2 separate regions of the Pelodiscus sinensis genome follow, and region 1 is linked to region 2. A link is a contact called in public Hi-C data. All regions are on one chromosome and are shown on one strand. The core of a region is the stretch at or near the end of the contact, and the rest is flanking DNA. Distances in the headings are between cores, read along the strand shown. Region 1 holds the start of PLB1 (phospholipase B1). Region 2 holds the start of SPDYA (speedy/RINGO cell cycle regulator family member A).

Region 1 (3,786 bases), core at 556-3,055, 250 kb after region 2:
CTGCAGAGACTTCTCTTTCTCTCTCTCTCTCTCTCTCTCTCACACACGTCTCCAAGATGCTTCAGTGTTGAATACCAGTAACAGAAGCAGAGTAAAATTAATGGAAGTCACATGAGGGGAGAAAAGAGGCTTTTCAATCACTCAGTTACATTATGAGACTATATAGATATGTTTTTAGAAATTATATAAAACCTCACACAATAAGCATCCCCTAATAATGGGTAGGGAGAAAAAAATCCCTTCAAAAATCTGGGCCCTTGTAGAATTTTCAAAAGTGCCGAGTCACCTATCTGCATCATTAGGTGACTCAATCTATTTTTAAAAGCTGGCCCCTAGTCTCGCAGGCTAGTATTTCTAAAGTACCTTAGGCACTCAGGGACCTAAGTCTTACTGATTGTCAAAGGCACTTAGGCTCCTAAGTCACTGAAATGCTTTTAAAAAAAATGTTATCCTCTGTACTGTGGTTCCCCAGCTGTAGAGCAGGGTTGAGAAAATAACTCCATTAAACATTAAGGTCATGGGGTCATATCTCAGAGAGATAAATTGCATACTTACCCGTTTCAGTGCCTTTTTCCTCTCTTGTAAGAACCTTTACCTCTACCATGTAGCTTACTGCTCCCACTGTCTTGCTGACAGCACTCCTCCCCTCACTTTTGGGGGCTTACATGGAATGCACATCTTGCATGCAGATGTTAGGTTTTGCTACACTATTATGCTTTGTATGACAGTAGTCCCTAGAGGCCCCTCTCTGGAGGATGCTATATAAATTAATAAAATAAATAATAGAAGATATTGTCTCTAGGGACATAGCCATTGCATTGCCAACTAAATGAACAAATTAACTATTTTAAATTGTACTGTACATTCTTAAATAGGCCAAACTGCAATTTCAGCGTGTGTAGCACCACATTCATAAATGAAAAGCTTGGATCTCACTAAAATGCTCTCATCCTTTTTATTAACGGTTAAGCCATGGTAAGCCTTTATGGCTAATATTCCACACCGATATGATACATCCTAAGATTAATTGGAATTTTTCCATCCTGCTGTTAAGTACAACACATCATTAGTTGGGGTTAAACCAAGGATCTTCACCATCTTACGCACAAGCCCTTGTCCTGTGACCTAAAGAAGCTTCTTTTAGCTGAGCGTAGAACTGCTGAGAAATTTTTCATGGAAAGTATTTTTTCAATAAAAAAAAATGGCTGGTCTGTCATAACTGAAACATTCCTGAAAATATGGTCTATTTCATAGAAAATTCCCTGAGTAAAATATTTTGAAACAAAAGGCTGTTTATAACTAATACTGACATGTCATATTATGACAGATTAAACTATTATTTTTATTTATTTCATTTGTAAAATCATTAAAAGCACTTGCTACTTGGTACCGATTGACATATACCCCCCCCCCCCGCCCACACACACAGAGCTGTCTCCTGTTTGTATTGTAACAAAGTGATCTGATACCCCCCAAAAATCAAACAATATAAGTGCTAAAATAAAACTAGAATATTTTAACTATTTCATCATATTATACCCTATTACTAATGGAGCTAATAAACTATTGTAAATATGTAATAAGGAAAAAGACATCATAGAAATTCAAAACAAATTTTTTAAATTTCAGAACAAAAATAGTCCAAACCCCAACACTTTTCAAACATACCACATTCCACAGGAAGTTTCAAACAATATCTGTTTTCATTCTAATTTGGAAAGCAAAAAACCGTGAAACATTGGCACTCTCTGTCCCTTCCAAATGGGAATTCCACGTTTCAACCAGCTCTAGCTGTGAGACCAAGAGTGACAGCCTGTTGGGATCCTTGCTGGGCCCTCCCATTAGGATGCAACAGAAGTAGGCCAGTGTATTGTATCAACACAACATGGGAGTTATTGCAAAAGTAGAGAGTAAGCTTGTCTTGCACCTGTTTTGCAGACACAACTGGTCTGGGTGTGTGCCTTGGCTGTTCAAAGCCTACAGTCTTCTCCTGATTGGAGATTTTATACCTTTTTGTTAAGAAAATCTCTCCCTTTATTACACTGGACTACAATTTTTTAGAAGTTGTCTGCTTCAGAGATAAAATGTGCTATTTATTATGTATTTTGATGTGCTGAATTCAAATATGACAATTAAAACAACTGATTGGCTACTGTTTCCAAGATATTTAAGTTTTTACATTTTACATCTATGTATATTGTGTAGATAGTAGAGTTTTAATCATAAATTGTAAACCTAGGTCTTTTCATGTGTTTATGGTTGCTTTACATGATAGTATTTTACCTGTCCTGTTCATGTAACACTTTAAAAATCAGCAAAAGGGTTATATAAATAAAATTTATTATGAAACAAAAGGCAAAAAACTATTATGTACATAGTTTAGTCCTATTCAGTGTCTACTCGGTGCTTCTTGGCTTGTCTCGTGTATTCATTAAGTGGAGCATCTCTTGTCACTGTCCAGCAATAGTCTGCAAGCATTAATAGGCCCCATTTGCCTCAATAGCGTTTCTCCATTGTTGCAATGTCCTGGTGAAATCGCTCGCCGTGCTCCTAGCTCACTGCTCCACAGTTCGGTGGAAAAAAAATCTAGATGAGAGTGCAAAAAATATATCTTTAGTGACATGTTGCAACCAAGGCTTTTGTATGCCTTGAGGAGGTTTTCCACCAACAACCTGTAGATGTCTGTCTTCTTGTTTCCGAGAAAATTTATTGCCACTAACTGGAAGGCTTTCCATGCCGTCTTTTCCTTGCCACGCAGTGCATGGTCAAATGCATCATCTCGAAGAAGTTCACGAATCTGAGGACCAACAAAGACACCGTCCTTTATCTTAGCTTCACTTAACCTTGGAAATTTTCCACTGAGGTACTTGAAAGCTGCTTGTGTTTTGTCCATGGCCTTGACAAAGTTCTTCATCAGACCCAGCTTGATGTGTAAGGGTGGTAAAATCTTCCTTGATTCAACAAGTGGTGGATGCTGAACACTTTTCCTCCCAGGCTCCAATGACTGTCAGAGTGGCCAATCTATCTTGATGTAGTGGGAATCTCTTGCACAACTATCCCATTTGCAGAGAAAACAGCAGTACTTTGTGTATCCAGTCTGCAGACCAAGCAAGAGAGCAGCAACCTTCAAATTGCCACAAAGCTGCCGCTGATGTTGGTCATAGTTTATGCACCGCAAAAGTTGTTTCATGTTGTCATAGGTTTCCTTCATATGGACTGCATGACCAACTAGAATTGATGGCAAAACATTGCCATTATGAACAAAACAGCTTTAAGACTCATCTTCGATTAATCAATGAACAGTCTCCACTCATCTGGATCGTGAACGATGTTGAGGGCTGCCATCACACCATCGATGTTGTTGCAGACTACAAAATCACCTTCCATGAAGGAGAATGGGACAAGATCCTTTTGATGGTCATGGAACATGGAAACGCTAACATCACCTGCCAGGAGATTCCACTGCAGTAGTCTGGAGCCCAACAGCTCTGCCTTACTCCTGGGTAGTTCCAAATCCCTGACAAGGTCATTCAGTTCACCTTGTGTTATGAGGTGTGGTTCAGAGGAGGAGGATGGGAGAAAATGTGGGTCCTGTGACATTGATGGTTCAGGACCAGAAGTTTAATCTTCTTCCTCTTCCTCGTCTGACTCAAGTGAGAATGATTCTGGTGCATCAGGAACCAGCAGTCCTTCTCCGTGGGGTACTGGGTGTATAGCTGATGGAATGTTTGGATAATGCACAGTCCACTTTTTCTTCTTTGATACACCTTTCCCAACTGGAGGCAC
Region 2 (3,935 bases), core at 1,087-3,586:
AGAGGGAATGAGACAGAACAGATTGGAGGTTGGGTGTTAATGGCTAAGACAGAGATGGTGCAGCACCGTGGTGCAGAACAGGGAAGTGACTAAATGCCAGTGGCAGAAGGGATGAGTTAGATGTTGAGATATAGGGGAAGAAGCTGCTGTGCAATGGTGCAGGGACAGAAGGAAGGCGTACAAACAGAGGATATGAGGCGAATGGGAGGAAGACGCTATTGAGAGTCCAAGCGGAATAAAGAGGGGGACTGTAGCGTGAGGAAAACACAGTTTAAGGATGTGTGGGAACTGAGACTTTGTAGACCTCTTTGTATGTGCGGGAATTGAAATTTGTATAAAGAGGGGCTGGAAAAGGAGCCCACAAACAAGACAGTCCCTAGAAGATAGAAAACATACAGGGGAAAAAAAAAAAAGAGCTTCTAGGACAGCAGTTTTCAATCTTTTTTCTTTTGCTGACCCCTAAACAATTTCAAATGGAGGGGTAGATCCCTTTGTAAAGTCTGCAGAACCCGAGGGGTCCATAGGCTAAAGATGGAAAACCACCAATCTAGAAGAATGGAGGGGACAAGAGATGTGCGGAAAAGATCAAAGGTTGGGTGGTGCAGAAATTTGACACGTGTTTGGAGCCAAGTAGAAGGAAAGATTGTTGTTGTGTAGAGGCCTCCCAATCACACCAGTAGCCTCACGGCAGACTTACGTGGACCCTCAGTTTCTTCTCTTGGTTCCTTAAATAAACACCCACCTATTTTGTCTATTCACAACATTGCTTTTTGGGATTTGGGATTATTCATAAAAAGTAAATTTAAAATAAAACTCAAAGTGTATCCGTTTATACTCTTGGGCACTCCCAGGTCTTTTCTGCTTATAGTCTCATTTTTCCAGTCTCCCTGAGCAACACTCATACACACATACATCCTCTTCACTGCAACTTCCTGATGATCTTATATGGGAATCACCTGATTCCTGCTCGGATATGCCAACTTGGAAATCATGGATGCCTGAACCCAGATCTCTAGCCTTTTAAGGGGCAAGCCACCTTATCAGAAGGATGAAGGAAATATTTAGAAAAAATAGGGTCTAAATAGGGTGACCAAACATCCCGTTTTTAAAGGGAAAGTCCTTATTTAAATCCTCCTGTAGATGTCCCGACTTTCTTTTAAAAGGACAAATAGTCCTGTATTTTCTGTCCTCCTCCCTCTCCCACGTCAGTAATGGTGGGTCCTGATGCTGGCTGGATTCCTGCTCTCTAGTTACTCACTCTCCAGTGGTGAGTCCAGTGGCTGACAATAATGATGGGCGTGCAAGGCTGGTGGAATGACAGGAGGTAATAGATGGAGGCTGGCTAGTTCCCTTGCCAGTCTATCAGTGCAGCCCTTCTGTGTGCTGGCTGTTGGTCACCAGGGCTCCTACTCTTCATCATGTTTCTGGCGGCATGGCTGTGCACTATGTTGGCTTGTGAGTGTGGGCAGGTGCCAGATGGTTATGTGCCCCCTCTGCTGCCCACCCATGTGTTCCCCCCTCTCCCTACTTCACCCTTCCTCCTCATCTCTATCCCTGATGCTCCTCCATATCCCCAGGCAGCAGGGCTGGAATAAGAAAGGGGTTTAAGGGCTGCAGCCCAGATTCAGGGCCACCAAAAGTGCAGATTTTTTCTTGCAGGGCCCCTTTAGTTAGCAGCCCTGGCCTCTAGGCACTAAAGCCCCTGTGTTTTGGTCCTGCCTGGCAGGAGGGAAGGAGGATACAGCTCCACAAAGTGCCATTGCCTCTTCTCCCCCACGCTTGGCTAGAGCTCCACACACCAGGAAGCTTTGGCTGCACACTTCCCTCACCTGGAGTCTCTGTCCTTGCAGCTCCCATTGGCAGAGAGTCTTGGCCACAGGGAGCTGCATGGGGCGGGGCCTACAGGCAAGCGCAGGGCACTGAGCACAGCCTCCCTGCACCCTCTCCTCCCTTCACCAGTAAAAGGGAGCTACCCACAGGAAGTGTCCCACGTCCCAACCCTCTGCTCCAGCCCTGAGCTCCTCCTGCACCCTAACTCTCACCCAGACTTCATATCCCACCCCAACCTCCTGCACCATAAATCCATCCCAGACCCTGTGCCTCAAACTCCTACCCTGAGCTCTCTCCTGCACTTGCTACTCCTTAGCCCCAGTCTGGAGCTCCTTTCTGCAATCCAAATGTCTCATCTTCAGCCTCACCCCAGAGCTCGCACCCCCCAGGTTGATCCCTCACCCTCCTGCACCCAACACCCTACCTCAACCCACTGTCCCCTCCCACAGTATGAACCCCTCACTTCTGGTCCCAAACCAGAGCCTAAGGGGCCCCACAAAATCTACTATCTCTGGGCCCCCAGAAGAGTTATCCCACTTCCAGTGCTGAGTGGAGAACTAGCCCCGGGTCAGAGTGCTCAGCTCATCAACAGCCTGGTCAGCAGGCTCCTTCCTTTCCACACTACCTCTGGCTGTGACAGCACTCAGGAAAAACCCAAGATCATCTGGCCTGGGATGCTGGCCATTGATAGTTGTGAAGAAACTGGAGAAGCAGCAAGTCTCTCCTCCTTATATCATTGGTCCAGAGCTGAAAGGTGTGTACAGTGCATGCATGGACTCCAAGACACTTAAGTGTTTAGTTTGCATGGCTTCAGGGAAAAGCTTGAAACACAAACCTAGAAAGAAAAGAATTCTGAATTTATTTTTATAATCTCACTATTTTAAAGCCAATCTAATAATTTTGAGGTCATCTGATTCGCATCTTTTGAACATTTGGGATTGACAATATTTGCATCAGAGGTGGCCCAGTGGGACTAGAATGGCCAGCCATTAATGGTGTGTCTAGCCTGAGGAAATGTATTTTTTTCTGTAGTGGTGCAAGTTCCATCAATCCTAAAATACACTGTAATACAGACAGGGCAAAGGCTGTTTTAAGCACTGCCCCTTCAAGGAGAAATATAATAGATAGGAGAGGACAGGGTGAAATGCAGAACAAAGAAAGACATCTTTAAAAAAAAAACAAGTGTTAAAATACAGAAACAATATACTAACTTTAGTTCCATGCAAGCACTTAAAAAATATTGATTGCAATGGGAGGGAAGAAGGTCCATTAGACTCTATTGAGTTTGTGGTCCATACTATGCAAGAGTTTGAGAATCCCTGAACTAGTGAGATTCAGCTTTATTAATTTTTTTCTTCTCACAGATTAAATCTCACAAGAAATACTGAGCAATATAATCCTGGTTTAAATTCTTGTCCTGTCTGTTTTATAGAACTAAAGATTTATTGGAGGAAGAAAATAAATATTCTACATACCACTAAAGGCAGGGGAGTGGTGTCAGGCATGTCTTCAGGGAATAATTTCTTATGGTAAAGAACTTTTCCCATTTCTCTGTACATCTTTTATTAATACTTCAATAGATATTTTTGGTGAAGTAGCTGCAAAAGAAGTGCAGAGAAAAACAAATACCATTGTACATAGTTTTCATTAAGCTGATGAAGACCTTTGATAGGGTCAACAGATAGGGCCTTTATTTCGAAAAAACTGGCTCACACCCAAATAATTTGAAATCCTTTTTTCATTATATTTATGTATGAGGACATAGAATCAAATGCCTTTGATATTAACAGGAAGAAATAGGGGTGTTTTAGTCCCTGTGCTTCTTAACATTTACTTTTCATTATTGTTTTTTCACACATTTAAGGACAACAGTGATGGTATTTATCTTCAAGCCAGACTAGGTGGAAGCTTGCTTAACATCACAAGGATTAGAACGAAAGAAAGGTGAAAGAGCAGTTTGAGAGATTTTCTATGTGTGGATGCTGTTGTCAGGGTTGTCCACAGTGAATCGTCCCTGCAAAATCTCTTGTGCCTATTTTCTGCATCATGCAAGATCTTCAAGTTGACAATTAGTTTCAAGAAGATTGCAATCCTGTATCAAGGGG

The links. A called contact is a pair of places that touch in the nucleus more often than the background predicts.
Region 1: a contact with region 2 is called in a Hi-C map of liver, with 5 times the contacts expected there. The contact joins the promoter of PLB1 here to the promoter of SPDYA in region 2. A contact is called at or near these places in 3 of 5 Hi-C or Micro-C datasets (blood, liver and an unstated tissue).

Annotation. Positions count from the first base shown.
Region 1 is chr3:160,927,893-160,931,678 of ASM4963464v1, forward strand. PLB1 (phospholipase B1) reads right to left here and starts at 1,806. Exons shown (of 58, transcript XM_075925371.1): 1 at 1,669-1,806.
Region 2 is chr3:160,674,569-160,678,503 of ASM4963464v1, forward strand. SPDYA (speedy/RINGO cell cycle regulator family member A) reads right to left here and starts at 2,337. Exons shown (of 7, transcript XM_006115611.4): 1 at 1-2,337.